Regions from separate parts of the Gossypium hirsutum genome. Here region 2 is linked to region 1. The links are chromatin contacts, called in public Hi-C maps. All regions are on one chromosome and are shown on one strand. Each heading gives the region's core, a stretch centred on a gene start, on an enhancer-like site or on the middle of the called end of the contact. The rest is flanking DNA. Distances are from core to core; before and after follow the strand shown. Region 1 holds the start of LOC107945326 (kinesin-like protein KIN-12E). Region 2 holds the start of LOC107945333 (cysteine desulfurase, mitochondrial).

Region 1 (2,734 bases), core at 55-2,554:
TAAAGATAACCATTCTTCCATAGCCACTCCCCTATCTAAACGTTCTTGAATATTTGTTTCTGGCAGATTTCCCAAGTAAACCATCTTCCAGAAAATCTCATGTCCCTTAGGTTGCAATCCTCTAAGACCGTTCTAAATGCTTCCATTCTCCCCTCCTCTCGAGGTAAGCCTCCTTGTTTTTTGAAGCCATACAAAATTTCATTGAAATCACCACAAATCATCAGATTTCATGATTCTTCTTTATTCGAATAGGGAGAACCACAAAAACCAGTAAATCTCCATTTTTTACCTTCCTCTGTATCCTCAATTTCCACATCAATATGACTTTTTGAATAGCTTTGGATCCTGACATTAGTATCCCCACGCCCAAGCCAAACATAATCCACTCGAGATCACCACATCTTCGAACCCGTCCCATTCTCCTCCTATTTATTTTTGTCTCCATAAAAAAGACCATATGTGGATTATATAACCTCAGCCAATGTCGAAGTCTATGAACTGTTCGTGGGTTCCATTGACCCCGGACGTTTCAACTTAAGATTTTCATTGTGACCGGTCGGCTTGCCTCTTGGCAGTCACCGGTATTATTTAAATCTGACATATGAACAATTACCAAAAAATAAAATCTGCTTCTTCCTTTTTAGTGGGCGTCTTATGTCAATTTGGACTCTTATTCTCATAAAATTTCGATTTTCTTTCCCATATTTGAACCATCATATTCCATAAAAGTACCCCTAATTGTATTGCCAGCCTTTCAGAGAAAAAACCTGCAGGAATATCATGAATCTGTACCCAAAATAGAGTATAGGTTAAAGGAACTATTAATGGATCCTACGTCAACTGCAACTTGTATAATAGCAACAGATGATTATTGAAAGTCCACAGGGATCCCTTTAGCACCCTCTCCATATTCATAACATCATAAAAATTGAAATAAATACCTTTTCCCTCCTAGATCTCAAATTTGTACCCCTGAACCGGATGCCAGAGATTTGCCATTGTAGTTTTCATCGCTGGAAAATGGATAATGTTGGCAGTTAAAAAACATCCCACTAATTGAAAAGTCCCAACCTCTGTTAATGTTTTTGGTTCAAATTGAAACTGTAAAATTTCTTCTTCCTCCTCATTGATCGTTAACCCAGCAAACTCTGACTCCATGATTGAAAACAGATGCGATTTAAAAGCCAAATCACAAACTAAAAGAGAAAACAAAAGGACTTACTGTCGGCGCTAAACCAATAGACATAAAAACAAGAAAACCTAAAACCTGCCAGAGAGAGTAGACAGAGACGTGCCAGAGAAGGCAGACATTAGACATTTCTTTGTTTAAATTTTTAATTTTTCGCTAACTTCTAATTTTAATTTTAATTTTTTTCAAATATTTTTTAGTTTTCGTAATTCTTTTAAACTCATTATAAGAATAATTATAAGTACACTAATTTTTATATATTGAGCTTATATAATATATTGGGCCTATAATATATTATTATTAATAATTTTGGGTGATCAATTAATTATCCGATTTCAAATTGTATTAATTGATAATTAAAATTTTCAAAAACCTTTAACTGAACTAGTTTAGTTTAATCGGCTAATTTGGTAAAAATCAACAAATGCACAATGGGTACATTGAAAAAATATTAGAAGAATTTAAAAACCATGGAACTCGAGATATTGGTAATACATTTTAGTTGAACGTGTTTCCTTCCTATAAAACCTGACCCTTTTTACTGCCTAATAATGTGATAAGAAAGGCTTCAAAATGGAATTGGAAGCGATTAAAGAAGTGGAAGAAAATGAGGGTTTATGTAGTTCATATTCCAGCAGCATTGAGCTTCAACCGTGAGGACTGAATTCTTTCTGTTGTTTATCTAAAACGTAGGCAAATGCCATTGATGTTGTATGAAATGGACAATGAGAAAGACAAATATTGTTTTAGCAGAATTGTATTTTAGCTGTTGCTCTTTTGTGGTGATGTATTGTCGCCACCGTTCCTTGTTTTGTTACCTTTTGCTCCTTTTACGAGTTAAAACTTAAATACCCACTCCTATGTCTGGTTTCTTCCTAGATTTACATAATGGAATTCGACACATTCAGACAACTTTCCCTTTCAACAGATAATGATATGTCATTAACAGAAAGGCATGCTTGTCCTTTCTGTATGAAGGGTCAAAAACCACTCACAAGCTCATCTTTTAGCGTCCAAGACTTGAATCCCGAGAACTGATGAATTTTTGTTTCATGGTTAGTGGCATACGTTTCATATTTAGCTAATCAGCTGAGAATCTTCTTTCCAACTGTTGGAAATCTGTGCTTGTCAACCGACACCTTATTATAAAGTCTAAAGATGTCCTGCATTTGCTAATGGATGTCACTTCAGAGCTGAACAGTTGTATTTGTACCCTGTGGAAGTGACAAGAGCGAAAGGTATAGAAACATTAAAGACAAGTTAGACTGTTGTTCTTTGCATCCTTATTGTTCCAAGCCCAAATATGTGCGACTTACTAAGCTATTGACGCTTCAATATGGGGCTTTCTTTGGATTTAGATAAATCTTGGGTGCCATGAAGAAACTTCCAAATATTATTTTTTAAATTTGTCTACGATGGAAACTCTTGTTTTGGTTAATGAATTATAAAAGTTTTCATTCACTAACGTTAATATTTATTTCTGTTTTGGTCGCTCTTTATTAAATTATTAATAAAAATAATGATTTGACCTTTTTTTAAGTAGTA
Region 2 (2,700 bases), core at 64-2,563, 360 kb before region 1:
CTGCCCTATCTATCTCTTCCTCAGTAGTAAACCTTCCAATCCCAAACCTAATCGAAGTATGTGCCATATCCTCATCCACACCCAAGGCTCTCAGCACATATGATGGCTCCAAACTAGCACTAGTACAAGCACTCCCACTAGACACTGCCACTTCTTTCAATCCCATCAACAAACTCTCCCCTTCGACATACGCAAAGGACAAGTTCAAGTTCCCAACATACCTCCTATCCATACTCCCATTCACCACCACCCCATCAATCTTCTCTCTAATCCCATTCAATAACCTCTCTTGCAACCCTTTAATTCTATTCTCATCATACTCCATTTCCTTCATCGCCAACTCACACGCAGCTCCCATCCCAACAACAAGCGGAGTAGGCACAGTCCCACTCCTTATCCCTCTCTCTTGCCCACCTCCATTCATTTGTGGCTCAACTCTAATCCGAGGCCGCCTTCTCAAATACAAAGCCCCAACTCCTTTAGGACCATAAATCTTATGCCCACTTAAACTCATTAAACTAACGTTCCATTTCTCTACATCAACCTTAATCTTCCCTAAAGCTTGTGCAGCGTCAGTATGAAAAGGGACATTAAATTCTTTACAAATTTTACCGATTTCTTCAACCGGTTGAACCACACCAATTTCGTTATTAACAGCCATAACAGAAACTAACCCGGTATCGGGCCGGATTTCTTTCACTAACCTATCCAAATCAATAAGCCCGTCCGACCCGACAGGCAAATAAGTCACCTCAAAACCTTCCTGTTGAAGATGCCGACAAGAATCTAAAACGCATTTGTGCTCTGTTTGAGTCGTGATGATGTGGCGCTTCTTGTCTTTGTAGAAATGCATAACGCCTTTGATTGAGATGTTGTTCGATTCGGTGGCGCCGGAGGTGAAGACGATTTCTTTCGGGGAAGCCCCGATGAGTGCCGCTACTTGTGCGCGGGCTGTTTCGACGGCGGTTTCAGATTCCCAACCGTAGAGGTGAGTACGGGAGTGAGGGTTCCCGTAACGAGATAGGTAAAAAGGAAGCATCGAATCTAAAACCCTAGGATCCACGGGGGTAGTCGCTTGCATGTCGAGGTAAAGCGGACGGCCCGAAATTTTCACACCTTTCATGGTGATTCCTGTTGGGTACTCATACTCGGAAGGGAAAGCGACAGAAGCCGCGGTGGAGAAGCAGCGTATAGCGGCGGTTCTGTTGGTTTTGGTTAGGGTTTGACGAAGAAGCTTTGAGGCCATTTCTTCTCCTTTTCTCTTGGAACCTTTTTTTTTTCAGCGTTATAGCAAAGCAAAGGAAAAGAATTAGTGCGGGTGACGAACGGGTTTTGATAAAACTACGATAACCGACTTTATGTCTCCCAATGTTAACACGTGGCCCGACTTTCTGCCACTAAAGAAAGAAGTGAATACATTTTAGTTTAGTTTAGGGTCAAGTCCACGTCACTTATTAGAAAAAAATATACCATATTTAGAAAATATTCACTTATTTTATTTGAAAAACTAGTTTAAATTTTGCTGTAAGTTGTGGTTTTAGTTATTATACTTTAATTTTGTCATCTTAATCTTTACATTTTTAAAGTTTTAAAAATTCAATTTTGACTAAATTATAGCTGGTAAATTCATTAAGTCCTATTATTTCTAAAATCTTATACGACAAACACACTCTTACATGTGTAATGCCACAACAATTTGTTATTTTAATATTTTACTTTCAAAAAAGTGAATTAACGGATTTAACAGCTATAATTTGTGTCAAGATTAAAATTTGAAAATTTGAAGAGTATAGGGGCTAAAAGTGATCCAATTGGAGAAGATAGATTAAATTTTACAACTTCATGCATAGTATATGACTAATGATAGAATTTAAGCAAATGGATTTAACTACTACCTTTTAGGTCAAGACTAAAATTTTAAAATTAAAAAAAAATACAAGGACTAAAATTGGCCAATTCAAAAAGTATAGTGACTAAAATTGACCAAATTAAAGTAGAAAGACTAAATCCACAACTTACATATATAATATAGAGACTAATAGCAAATTTTGACAAAAATACATAAACTTATTTAAAATTTATTTGCCAAATAAATTTTAAATAAAAATATTTTTAGTTAAATAATACATAAAATAATTATATAAATAGTATATTTTAAGAATTACTTATCAAACTATTATAAAACAACATTCATGATTGACATTGAATCATCATAGTGGCAACTTGCTGCTTTTTTCTTTCTTTCTTATCAAAAAAGGCCATTGAAGGGTCTTGTCGGGCTTATGAGAGACAAAGATTCTCGATTGCTTCAAGAGGTGATTTAGGGCCTCAATGGGGTAAAGAATCTTTGCCCTTCATAAGCTCAACATGTTCCTTCATTACACCTTTTTTTGTGAAAAAAAAAACAAAATTACATCAAATCAGTTATTCAAAAGCACCACAATCTTCATCTTGTTAAAAGGCCTCCAATACCTCATTAAGAGGCACATCTAAAATTTGTAAACTTAACTTCCATGTTAGACAGAGTTTAGCCAATCGGTCCGTAACTAAGTTTTTCATTCTGGACACATATCTGATCCGCCACTGCCTTTTAGAATGCATAGTCCTTTGAACCCTTTCTAAGCACTATGATGCCTAAATCTTCCAAACCCTTATCGGTCAAGGCCTTGGCCACATCTAAATTTTTTGTCTGAATTGTGG

What was found. A called contact is a pair of places that touch in the nucleus more often than the background predicts.
Region 2: a Hi-C map of leaf shows a contact between it and region 1, with 2.4 times the contacts expected there. The contact joins the promoter of LOC107945333 here to the promoter of LOC107945326 in region 1. A contact is called at or near these places in 2 of 34 Hi-C or Micro-C datasets (both in leaf).

Annotation. Positions count from the first base shown.
Region 1 is chrD12:25,380,699-25,383,432 of Gossypium_hirsutum_v2.1, reverse strand. It overlaps LOC107945326 (kinesin-like protein KIN-12E), which reads right to left and starts at 1,304. Exons shown (of 6, transcript XM_016879287.2): 1 at 1-1,304.
Region 2 is chrD12:25,736,184-25,738,883 of Gossypium_hirsutum_v2.1, reverse strand. LOC107945333 (cysteine desulfurase, mitochondrial) reads right to left here and starts at 1,313. Exons shown (of 1, transcript XM_016879293.2): 1 at 1-1,313. The coding sequence starts at 1,246.